Linked DNA regions of Mus musculus: region 2 is linked to region 1. Evidence: chromatin contacts called from public Hi-C data. All regions are on one chromosome and are shown on one strand. The core of a region is the stretch at or near the end of the contact, and the rest is flanking DNA. Distances in the headings are between cores, read along the strand shown.

What was found. Hi-C and Micro-C count contacts between places; a contact is called where the count stands out from the background.
Region 2: a contact with region 1 is called in a Hi-C map of the C2C12 cell line, with 3 times the contacts expected there. The contact joins the enhancer-like site here to the promoter of Rnf145 in region 1. A contact is called at or near these places in 1 of 39 promoter capture datasets (the C10 cell line), 1 of 484 Hi-C or Micro-C datasets (the C2C12 cell line), 1 of 115 datasets of contacts at active chromatin or transcription factors (large pre-B cells) and 1 of 9 other capture datasets (pancreatic islet).

What each region holds. Positions count from the first base shown.
Region 1 is chr11:44,516,376-44,522,906 of GRCm38.p6, forward strand. Rnf145 (ring finger protein 145) reads left to right here and starts at 2,581. Exons shown (of 11, transcript NM_028862.4): 1 at 2,581-2,899.
Region 2 is chr11:44,364,227-44,370,757 of GRCm38.p6, forward strand. No RefSeq gene overlaps it. Among named protein-coding and RNA genes, the nearest start is that of Il12b, 33 kb to the right of the region's middle. Within about 2 kb of position 3,630, at least 27 of the 459 cell types and tissues checked have an H3K27ac peak or open chromatin away from gene starts, as enhancers often do. A contact at or near this core is called in the C2C12 cell line, where this site is marked.

The DNA.
Region 1 (6,531 bases), core at 1,331-3,830:
TCCCAGGCCAGTTTCTTTTATGAACAAGTTGTGGCAACTGGGCATTTTCTTAAGTTTGTTCCCATAAATTCAGTTCCTGGTTTTTCCTGCTTTGGATGGCTGAGTGACTCTTTCCAGGAAGTACTTACATTGTGACCCTTCTCTTCTATTCTGGTGACCCTTTCTTCAATCCCAGCTGGGTTTTTTTTTTTTTTTTTTTGTCTCTGGGATTTTCTTTTTAGTTTTATTTACATAGTAGCTCCTGGAGCCTTACCCAAACTGGATTAGCAGCAAGGTTCCTGCAGTAACCCTTTCATTACCAGAGCAATTTTCTTCACACATTGTTTTGAACTTCAGCATTTACAAGCCACTCCTGTGAAACTCAAAGGTAAAAGGACACATGATTTGTTCTTGCTTTGACATGTCCAGTGTACTTATGGTGGAGTGCTTAAGCTTTGAAGCCATTTTCTTTCTCCTTTAAAAAGACATAGAATGGCAAAGGGCAGAGGTGACCCCCCCCCCTTCCACTAAGGCAAAGCATGAATCTAATGAAACTTTTAAATATTGTCAAAACTCTGAAATTTACCTGAGGACAAAGGCAACCAATTCAAGTTTAGTGTTATATGCATTTTGAATTCTTTATTCTGTGTTTCTGGCCACATATTTTCCTGCCTTAGCCAGCAGTGAAACTTTGAGAGTAAAAGCCAAGGAAAGCTGTTGCTAGCATAGGCAGCTTCCTATTGCAACCATCAGCCAGTGAGGATTTTTACCTAGGAGGCTACATACAGAAGAGACTCATGAAACCACTGCTCTGTGATGTGACAGGTTTAATGGTTATTCCAAGGTGGCCTAAGGGATCCAAACAAAAGTGGCTATAACGAGTTATGAACAGAACCCCCAGAAACATTTAAACCCTGCTATGAAGCTAGTAGGTGACAGTTACCGATAATCATCAATTTGACAAAATTAGTCACATGGGACCATGGCTCCTGAGGACATTCTCTTGATTAGTGTGATGCCATTCCTTGGATAGGGCATCCTGCACTGCTTACGAGTGAGGAACATGAGGCAGTGAGCAGTGACATGCATGCATTCACATCACTCTCTGCTTCTAGACTCTGGGTGAAGTGACCAGCTGTTTCAAGTTCCTGATGCCTTAACCTGCCCCACGAGGGACTGTGCGTTAAACAGTGAGCTGAAACACACCCATTCTCCATAAATTCTGTCCAAGTTTTATCACAGTCACAGAAAATGGGAGGGAGATATGCTACTGTGAACTTTAGTGATGGCTTTGGCTACATATTACTTATTTTACATCTATGAATGTTTTGTCTGCAGATATGTCTGAGCACCACATGTTTGTAGTGTCCATGGAGGCCAGAAGAGGGCGTCAGATCCTCTGGGACTCGAGTTACCAGCTACACCTGGGTGCTGAGAATTGAACCTGGGGGTGGGGTGTTCTCTAGAAGAACAAAAAGGGCTCTTAAGAGCTAAGCCATCTCTCCTGCTCTGATGACCTTGTATATGTAGAGGTTGTGTTTACAGTTTTATAGCAGGGGAGACCCAGAGGTTCAGAATCGTGGGTGTATGTGTCTCATAAGCAGTGGACAAGGACACATAAACATCAAAGAATACTCATTTTGTCTTGTACAGATTGTAAGGTGGAGGCTCTTGGCAAGTTTCCGAATGAGCCAGAATGGTTGCAATGCCTTACAAATCACTTGGTGTTCATCTTCTGTTACCTAGGCACTGCCTAATGAAAGGCCACACTAGTTTCTAGTGGCAACTGATTCTCAAGGGACTAAACTAAAAGCAAGGAACAACAGAGCAAATGGCAGAAGGTAATAGCGAGGCAATGGTAATACAGATGAACGTAGTAATAGATCCCTGCAAAGATCAGCTTAAGTCCTCAGCAAGCTTATATACTATATAGACACAGATCCTGCTCTAAAAGCTTCTACATTTATAATACGGCAAGAATGTGCCATAGTATTAGGAGACTAGAGCAGAACAAAAGGGTTTCAGGGAAAGGGTGTGTGCACACTAATGTGGTTTGAACCTTGAACCAAAAGAAATGGCAAACCTATTTACACCTTTTATTTTCATACAGTAGTTAATCATTTGCACCAAACGAAGGAGCCGGAATACAGTCCCAGGGAGCAATTCCAAACCATTCACTCATCCAGCATTTTACTCTTCGTCGTCCCTGATGCCTTAGAGACGAGTCTTAGTCTAGTCAAGGAGAGAGTTAAAAATTGCTCTGGGTTTGCACGCGGCAGGGACCAGCCTTTCACATTGTCCCACGTGGTCCCAGCAGGTGAGTGTAGGTGTGGGCGCGTGCGGCTCGTGGTGTCTGCGGAGTGAGCGCGAACACGTGTCAGAATGGCTGGGGTCACAGTGCATGTCCCGGTGTCGCCTCACCCTTCCTTGGAATAGTCTGCCGGACCAGCACCAAAGAGAAGCCGGCGTTTCGGGCCCACTCAACGGAGGCGGTGCGGGAAGATCCCGCCGTGCGCGATTGTGAGTGAGCGTGGGCGCACGGGGGCCGGGCGATGGCGAGCTCGCGCGCAGGCGCAGAGCGCGCGAGCCGGCGGTCGCCGCAGAGCGCGGGGGGCGGAGCCGGAGCGCGGGGACCAGGCCATGGCGGCCGCCGGGCGCTGGTGCCGGCGCTCGGCCCGGGAGCGCCTTTGTCGCCGCGGAGGATGGTGACCTCACGGTTCGGGCCGCTTCCGCTGCCTCCGCCTCCCGAGACGCCGCAGCCGAGGCCGGACGCGGGAGAGCCGCCGCTGTGAGCCGCGCAAACCGGGCCCCCCGCCGTCGGAACCGAAGATCTCACCGGAGGGGCGGGAATCGGAGCCGGGCAGCAGCGGACACCGCCATCCCCAGTGCCGCCCCGCAGGCAGGGAGGCTGCGGCTCCAGGTGACTGCGGTCAGCCGGGAGCATCCCGCAGGCCTGCTGCCCACTGCGCCTCCCCTCCCCTCCCCCACCCTCGCTCCTCCCCGCCGCGCCCCCTCCTTCTCCGGCTCTTGGCCCCGGCCTGGTCCCCCTCCGCACCGCGCCCTCCCGCCCACCCCTGAGCAGCGATCAGTCTCCTGCGACCTCCTCGCAGAGCCTCATACTCGTTCCCGGGGCCTCGGCTGCCTCCTCACCACCTTCCATCCTTCTTTCCTCCCGCGCCTGGAGAGGGAGAGAACCCTCACATTCCTGAGATGCCCTCATTGGGGCTCACCCCTCTCTGCTCTCCTGTACCCCGGTTGCAAGGCCTTTCCCGGTCTCTCTGGCAGAGGTGTCCAGTCCGGGCTCCTTTGCTCAGGTTTGCATTTCTAACTTTTCGTCTTTTGCGTTTCTGTTCACTCTTTTTGCTTTCAAGCTTCTTCCCTCTTCCCTGGCGTCTCCTCACCTCGCAGCCCCTTAACTCAGCCTAACCATGTGCAGGCGGTGCAGGTTGCGGGTTTCAGAAAGACCTGCCAAGCCCAAAGAATAGGGGGACCCCTGGCTTAGTGTGCAGTGCGCCTCTCTTCAGTCACGAGCAGCTCATCTCTCTCTTACTGTGTTCCTTTTCCCGCTCGCCATCCCTGGGTTCGCCCTCTCCAGTTCTGCTTTCCCACCCTAGGACCTTTGTGGAATGAACCCCCTATTCTATCTAAGGGTTAGGAACTTGACTCATATAAGCGCGCCTTATGAGGCGCGGTAGAGCCAGCACCCTTGGCGAGGCAGGGAGCACCCGGGCTTCTCTTCCTGGCAGAGTTTCTGCTCCACGTAATCCCCTAGCCTTGGGGCTGCTGCGTCCGTGCCGCGCTGCTGTGCTGTGCTCGCTGCCTGCTTGCGGCGAGCTGGCTTGGGGTTACTACAGTTCAAATGTATCTGAGCAAAGCAGGCGGGGTTGGGGGAGGTGCGGGGAGAGAGTGAGATGGGGCGGGGGAAGGGGCCTTTGCAGTGGGAAGGCATCAAAGATTAATGGATGGCTTTGCATCTCTGTCTGCAGTAAACAGGAAACTAGTCTGAAAGGAAGGGGTGTGTGTGTGTGTCTGTCTTTATTTTATAAAATACCGAGTGTGCAGTTTTGTGAATCTTGAACCAGACCCAAAAGGATGAGCTGCCGGTGCTGCAGTCGTGACCTAGGCTGAGCGTCCAATGGCAGAGGTAGCGTTGTTTTCCTTCTCTGTGTCGGGCCCTTAGGTTGGACGATGGCTCTTTCACTGGAGGGTGGACTCTTATCTGTGGATGTGGTTTCGGAGATGATGAGGAATCACAGGATTGCTAGTAGTTTCTGTGGAAACCAAGTCCCTACAAAGTTAGCTAGCAACACAGTGGGAGTGGGGAGGATTAGCTATATTTAAAACGTGTGCCAGCGCTTATGTAAGGAAGTTCTCTTTCCTGGTCTCCTTTCTGGGCGGAGTTACTTTCGGATTTTAGGGTCCAGCTTCGCCCTCTCGTTTTTGTTTTTGTTTTTTTGTTTTTTGTTTTGTTTGTTTATTTTTTTTAAGGTCTCAGCATCCCAATGGATAGACAGCCTCCTTGTCCCCCATTTGCTTAGATTCAGTTTTAGTTGATTTAGAATTTGTTTGAATTGCTGGGAGCAGAGAAGGAAGGTTGATGGTGATGGTTTTGTTTGTAACTTTCAGCCCTAAATTATCTGTTATCAATTTAAGTCATCTTATTTTTGCTTTGTCTTTTTTAAAAAGGTAGTTAAGGAGTTGTGGGATTCCTTTTTTTTTTAATACCACATTTTTTTTTTTTTAAAGATAGTTTTCCAACGGAGCCCAGCAGTTACATTTTTCTTACTGTTGAAGTTTCTTTGTCTGATTTCTCCCTATTCAAAACTAAACTTTGGTAGTTTTAGGACAATGCAGAGTGAGGATCTGTGTTTCCTAACCCTCAAGCCCTATAATAAACTGCACATTATACAAGACGTTGTTTCCATGTCTTGGAAAGGCATTTATTGAAACAGCCAGGGTTTGGGGTTTTGGTGAGCATTTATTGAGTCTTTCCGTTTCTGGGAAGAAACATTTTCTGTTTCTGGAAAGAAAGTTTACTGTTTCTGGGACAAAACTTTTCATTTACTTAGCTGCTGGGCTGTCTAACATGGGTTTGAGTCACCTTTAGTTTACGTGGCTTGCAGAGACATGATGGAGAATTCATTTCCAGTTTGTTTCAATAACCCAAGGAAATTTTGGGATCTTACAGGAAGATAAGATAGTGCAGAAAGCTTACATATTTGCATTTGGCGGTTTTGGACCTTTTGTTTTTGCTATTCCTGTGTCTAGGGTTGCTGGGTATCATGGTTTTAAGGGAATTCTGAGCTCCAGCTTAATAATTGTTCATCAGCAGTGTTTGACCCTGGATCCAAAATAACATATAAGGTTTGAGCCAATTATTAAGGATCTATGATATCAGTTATTTACTTTTAGCGTCTCTGTGTGGGCAGATGTGCAGTGTTTTGTTGCTGGTGTGGAGGTCAGAGGACAGCTAGAAAGTTCTCCCTTTCAGCCATGCGGGTCTCACACCTGACCTCCAGCATCTAAGCCATCTTGCTGGCCTGGACAGCTGTTTTTTTGCTTCATGTTCTTACAGCCTAGTACTATGGAAGATATAAGTAATCGCAAGCTTCTATAATCATGGCAAATACCTCTGAATTTTGTCTGGATGTTGGTTTAGTGCATGGAGCTAGAGTATAGAACATTGATTTCTATTTGGGATGGTTTCCACCTGTCCTAGTTATGAATTACAAAGTTCTGAGGCATGGGGTTGGTCTTTGCTATTGCTTTGCTTATCCATGTTGTTTTCTCCATGTATCACTATAGGGCATTTTTAAAAATGACTTACAAAAGGTCCAGAAATAAGTGATCCATTGAATAAGTAATAGATTTATTCTTTTTGTTTTGTTTTTTGTTTGTTTGTCTTTTTGAGACAGGGTTTCTCTGTATAGCCCTGGCTGTCCTGGAACTCCCTTTGTAGACCAGGCTGGCCTCGAACTTAGAAATCCTCCTGCCTCTGCCTCCTGAGTACGGGGATTAAAGGCGTGAGCCACCACGCCTGGCTAATAGATTTATTCTTAGGTGGGCTACTTCATCTACCCCAGTCCCTTTAGATGTTTGGCTTTTGAGTGAATATGCTATCATTCTTTCTGGATATTCTTCTGCACTGACAGCTTTAGGGACCCACGGTTTCTTTTCTTTTTTCTCTTGGTTATATTCCTGAGACAGGAGCTGTAGGTGGGAATTCCCAGAGAACATGTGCCTTTCGGCTAATGGGTTTCTTTTGTGACACGGATGACCCCTCTAAGGATTAGGCAGCATTTTTTCCCCCACCCACATTCAGATCTAGATTTTCACAATAGGCGTACGTGCTAATTATTTTCCTTTAGAGCTACAATAAATGGAAAACATTGTCATTTAAAAAGTAACATTAAACACAGAGGAAGTTTCCAGATTAGATAAATACTGACCACAAATATTAACTCATTGATGCCTACTTTTGCTTGTTAGACAAATGGCAGTAGCGAATTATATTGGATTCTAGAATATGCAGAAATAGTCACTTTACCAGTA
Region 2 (6,531 bases), core at 2,380-4,879, 150 kb before region 1:
GTTATGACCTATATCCTGGAAATGGCATCTAATATTTCCAGGAACTTATGAATGGAGATGAGCCTGGACTGTGTCAAATGTTCTCTCTATTCAGGCTCTCTGCTGAGGGGCAACTTGCCACTTCATTGTCCCTGGGGTTATGCTTTCAAACATATCACTCTGCATCCCCAGACTCTCTATTCCCCTCTCTGTCCTCTTCCCCTACCCCAAGATGTACTTCTCCAGATGCCTCAGCAACTTCACTCTTAGGGAAGTCTGATAAACAAGTTTTCCCTCATCCTCTGAAGTGATAAAGCTGTATTGGAACTGTAGCCAACTTGTCTTCACTTCCCTGTAAGAACTTCCAATAGTTTTCCCTTCCTCTACTTACAAGTCTGCCTCAAGTTGCTAGCCTTGCCTTCTCTGCCAAAGCTGAAGTCATTAGTTGATTAATGGCATGTTCCCAAAGGAATATAGCCACAGTTGGAGCCTGGGGCCCTTGGTGAACAGGTGGAGGTTTGCAGAGGCCAAAAAAACAAGCATTGTTCCACCCAGCTAAGTTCTTATCTGTGGAAATGATCTCACTTGCCTTGGAAACCAACTCTAGGAAAGGGGAGTGGTAAATACAGTTTCCCCAGAGCTATCCAGTTCTCAGTGTGAGCTCCAAACACTGCCTTCCTCTCTGCATCAGCTTGTTGCTTTTGTCCTCTGACTTTGGCTTCCACAGCCACCAGAGCCTTCACAGCTCAGAGCTCCCCATGTTATATCACAGCTCCATGCTACCTCTTTACATTGCAATGCCCTCTCTTCTTCAGCCTGACTCCCTCACAGATGAAACACAACTCAGGCACCACCATCCCAGGAAGCTATCCATGCCTACCCACATCTCACTGGGCCCATTAGACCCTTCTCAGTTTCCATAGCTATAGTGAATAATATTCTTTGTGTGTCCACAACACAATAAAACCACTTAATATGGGTGACCCCTCTGCATGGATCATCTCAATCTGGTAACAACTCAACTGGGCAGCATCTAAAATTCTACCCTGTGAGAAAATAAACAGAATCATAATGTTGCAAAACTTGGAGTCACAGTCTATACCCCCAGGAACCCAAGTTTCACCACCAGTCCTCAAAAAAAGCCAATTCGAAACTCCCAAGTTAATAACAGAGAGCAGGAAAGGAAGATTTGTTCAATATGGCTTGTGGTGGTTTGAATGAGAATACACACACACACACACACACACACACACACACACACACACACACACACAGGCTCAGATATTTGAAAACTTGGTCTCCAGGTAGCAACACTGCTTGGGGAGGCTGTGGAACCTTTAAGAGGTAGAGCCTTGCTGGAGGAAGCACATCCCTCGGCATAGATTTTATAGTGTTTATCCCCCACTCCATTTTCAATTCACACTCTCTACCTACTTGCATTGTGAAGATGTGAGTGTCCAGCTCTCTCTGCCTCTGGGCCTTGTTGCTATGCCTCTCCACCATCAGGAACTCTTGTCCCTCTGAAATGGTAAACCAAGAAGTTGCAAGCAACCCTCTCTTCCTTAAATTGCCCCAACCCTCTCTTCCTTAAATTGCCCTTGGTCGTGGTGTTTAATTACAGCAGGAGAAAAGTAACTTAGACATCAGGAAGAGAGATAAAGAAGTCATGTGCCCCTCTTTAATACCTCTTTAAGGGCCCTGAAGAGAGACTCGAGTTTAAATAGAGAACTAAGAATACATACATCTAAGCAGTACTGGTCAAAACAGGGTCCTCCTCACTTTGAACTATCATTGTTCCAAGATGCACATCTGACAAGCTGTCAACACTATGTGGAAACTCTTTCCAGAACACAAGTGTCCGCTCTGACTGACTCCAGGCTCATGGTATTTTCCTTCTCCTAGCAAGAGATGTTGGGGGGGTCAGTTTTTCTAATAGTCAGATTGAGAGACATGAGTGTCTGTCTGTCTAAATGTCTTCATGCCTGCCAGGGCAGTTTCAAATACGGTGTGCCAATGTTGCAATATCAAGTGCGGCAGGTGAGATTCAAACCCAGGCAGTGTAAAGGTAGGAGGTGTCTAACCATCAGAATTCCCACTATCTGCTGGGTTCCCAGACAAAGAGTGATACTCATTAGACACTTCCAGTTTACCTCCCAAAGCTCTCCATCTTCACCACACACTCTCATGGAACTTTCATGAGAATGAGGTGCAATATAGTACTTACATGGCAGCTCTTGCTCTGATCTCCATTTCAGGAGAAGGAGACAAGTATAATTATTTACAGATTTCACCAAACTGAACTAACACCACTCAGACAAGCTGAGACCGCTCCTCATCTTTTCTTAAAGTCTACCCCTTCTTTTCTTTTTCATTTTTTAAGATGTATTTTCTTTTAAGTTGTATATATGGGGCACAGAAGGCGTGCATTTGAGTACAGGTGCCTATGGAGACCAGAAGAGGTCATCAGATCTTCAGGAGCTGGTATTACAAGTGTTTGTGAGTCCTTTCATATGAGTGCTAGTAACTTAACCTGTAAGAGCAGTCCCGTGCCCTCCCCAAGCCCCCTGCCTTTTCTCTTTCATAAGAACAAAAACTATGTTGTTGGAGATAATGTGCCCAGCATAAAAAAGAGGGCAAAGTTCAGACAACCTGGACATCTCCCTCCCTTGTAGGTAGATTAGAGGATAAATATCTGTCAGTATTTGTGGGATGGGTTTTTCAAAGAAGTGGTCTGAAATAGGTGTGCTCATCTAACACCATTACGTGCTTGCTATTCTTTTTCTTCTGATTCGAGATGCAAAATCAGGATCACCAGCAGCTACCTTTTAGCCTGGAAGCGAAATTACTGAGCAGAGCAGAAGCAGGCTTCCTGGGGACCTCACCAAGCTCCGAATTTCAAGGGATGAAGAGTAAAAGAGCTTTTTTAACATCTCTATCCCTTGGACTCTCTTACTTGAAGCTCAACACCATTCTTCACACATTTGCTTTGCTGTAACTGGGGATCATCTCTTCCGTGTATCCCTGAGTTCTTCATCTGGTCTGAGTTGGCATGGATGTCCCTAACATAGCATCTGGTCACCACATTCCTGAAGTAACTCTAACTCGTGACCCTGACTCACTTTCTACTCCCGTATGAGTGAAGGAGGTTAAGCTAAGAAAGTAAACATCTGCCCTGTAGAAGCTTTAGAAGCAAATGCACAAACATAATGGGAGGGATGAAGGATGATGTAGGAGTGTGGCTCCAATCTGGGCAGGACACTGGGAAGATCCAATGTAGTTAAGTGCGAGAGATGCTCTTGGTTCTCTCTCTCTCTCTCTCTCTCTCTCTCTCTCTCTCTCTCTCTCTCTCTCTCTCTCTCTCTCTTTCTTTCTTTCTCTCTCTTTCTCTCTCTCTCTTTCTTTCTTTCTCTCTCTTTCTCTCTCTCTCTCTCTCTCTCTCTCTCTCTCTCTCTCTCCTCCCCCTGCCCCCACTCCCCCCCCCCCCCGCAAGACAGGGAGCCTCTGTCTCAAACAACAGTGGTTTCATCCCTGTGTCTGAAAAACCAAGAGTCAGGGGTCAATTAAACATGAAGGGTGAAATCAGCAGACTGCTTGAGCCAGAGCTGGCTTAAAGCTTCTATGAAGCAACCAGCATTGCCATCTGAGACACTCTGGGAATTGCCTCACACATCTCCTGTTCCTTCCCCACATCTGGATTAGTTCCACAGGGTCATTAAGGCCCTGGAGCTGTCAGGCTTCCCAGGACCAGGCTGTTGGATGAAGGCATTGGCTACTGGAGAGAGCAGCCTCCTGGAACCTACGCTCCCTCAACTACACAGGAGAATTAACACTATCACACTCTGCCTCCCTACAGGGGTTGGCAAGAGCATCAAGGGTAAAGATGAACAGGAAAGTCATCTCATAAACTGTCACCCACACCCAAGTCATGTGTGTGTGTTTGTTTTTCTCAGGCCTCTGCTTCCACAAATGATAGAGAGTTCCTTCCAAAGCCAAATGTGTGTATTCACAGATGTCTTTTCAACACTTGGGCATCAGTCACTGATAAAAGGCTGTTTTTCAAAAAAAAAGGCGTTTTCAGACATGGAAAGAGTAGTTAAAGGATGGGGTTCTGCAGAATCCCAGGGAATGTACCCAGAGCTGTGGTGGGGAAAGCCAGAAGAATGGAAGAAAACATATGTAAGGATCACGAGAAAACACTGTTGGTGGAAAAGCAGAAAGAGTTTGTTTTTTGTTTTTTGTTTTTTGTTGTTTTTTGTTTTTGTTTTTGTTTTTTTTTTTTGGTTTCTTGCTTACTTAGGTGTGGCTCTTCTGAAGACACTCTACTCCAGCTGCAGGGGCCTTCTTTAGCTTAGACAGCAACTTAACTTACCAATAAATTAACTTAACAGTAAACTAATTTACCAAGAAATTAACTTAACAATAAATAAACTTAGTACTATTTTGGGAGCATTAGGGTGGGGTTGGGAGTAGGCAAGACTCTTTTGCTTTTTATTCTTTTCTAAGACTTTGGGTATTTTGGTCCCCCCCCCCCAAAATGTGTGTTTATATGCTTGTCAAGAGCTTAAAAGTAGCTATGATGAAAGGTCTTGAAGACTGTTCTAGTTTTTACTGCCCTATTAGTTTGTCTTCATTATCACAATGAAGTACCTGAGGTTGGATAACTTTTAAAAGAAAAGAGGTTTGTTCATGTCTCAATTTTAGAAGCTGAAGGTTCAGGTAACATGGCACAGGCTCTGATGAGGGACTCATGGTTGGTAGCATCATGATGTAGGAGAAAGAGAGAGACCTCATGATGTAGAAGGGAGGAGGACAGGAGAGACCAGTCTTGCTGCTTTTAACTATGGTAGCAGGAATTTACTTAGTACCTTGAATTTTTTAGAACTACCAATAGCCTAACTACCTCCCACTAGGCCTCAACTCTTAAAAGGATCCCTCACCTTCTGTACCTTCACATCGGAGACCAAACTCTCAACAGGTGAATTTTTGAGGGACACACTAAAATCCTCATCCAACTAATAGCACTCACTGTGCCCCTTGCAAGGCAATCATGAAATTAAGAGATTTGGAAATTTCTGTCCAATAACCAGGCTCTAGCCTTATTACGGATGCCATTCTTAGGAAGGTCAGTTGACAGCTGTCATCCAGCCTTGCCCAGGGCCTTATGAAGATCAGGAAACCAGAGGTTGGGTGTGGCTAGAGGACTGCCAAGCACAGTGTGAATTCCCACCGTTTGCCAATCAGAAGGGAAGCAATACTAACCTAATAACATTATGTCACAGAAGGAGTTGTCCATTAGCTAATTTACCCATTAGTAGCAATTAGCTTAGTTGCTTAGCTCATATCCCCACCCACTCCCACCAACAGAAAGAAGAACCCAAAGAGAAGGGCAAGGAAGATTTTGTAGTAGGAAAGAAAGAAGAAGAAAAAGTTAATTTCTTGAACATTAGGCTCAAAGGAGCTTAGCGGGTAAGCCAGCCAGGGGAGTGAACACTAAAATGTTCTGACTGTGTTTATTTTGTTTGCTCATTGTGCTGGCTGGTTTTATGTCAACTCGGCACAAGCTAAAGTCATCTGAGAGAAGGAACCTCAATTAAGAAAATGTCTCCATAAGATGGGGCTGTAGGCAAACGGTAAGGCATTTTCTTAATTAGTGACTGATGTGGGAGGGCCCAGACCATTGTGAGTAAGACCACTCCTGAGCTAGTGGTCCTAGGTTCTAAAAGAAAGCAGGCTGAGCAAGCTATGAGGAGCAAGCCAGTGATCAACTCTCTGGGTTCTCTAGAATCACAGAATTTATGGGTAGTCTCTATATAGTAAAGGAATTTATTGATGACGTACAGTCTGCAGTCCAATTCCAAACAATAGTCAGCAGCAGCTGTGAATGGAAATCCAAGGATCTAGCAGTTGCACAGTCCCACACAGCAAACAGTCGAAGGAGAGAGAGAGAGCCTTCCTTCTTCCAATGTTCTTATGTAGGTCTCCAGCAGAAGGTGTAGCCCAGATTAAAGGTATGTGCCATCACACCTTTAATTCCAGATGGCCTTGAACTGTCCTCTTGAGTTCTCCTTGTCTTAATCTTCTGGAATTCATAGCCACTATGCCTCAAGCTCTCCATACCAAGATCCAGGTCAGAAACTTCTATCTCCCAGCCTCCAGATTAGGATCACTGGTGAGCCTTCCTCTGCATCAGCTCTTGAGTCCAGATTCCTGCCTTGTTTGAGTTCGTCCCCTAACTTCCTTCAGTGATGAACAGTGATATGGAAGTGTAAGCCAAATAGGCCCCTTCCTTCTCAACCTGATCTTGACAATGATGTTTTATCCTAACTAGGATATTAGTGTAATGATGCTTCCACAGCATCAGAATATTGCCACACAAACACCAATCCTTCTTTTCTCTTTGCTACCATAGATAGCATTCCACCCTGATTCAGCTTCATCTTGTTCATCTCTACATGTCCACAGTTAACAATGGTCCAAAATTAAGCAATTCATAAATTTCAAAGAACTTATAGCATATTATTACAACTGCTCTATTATTTATTGTCATAAATT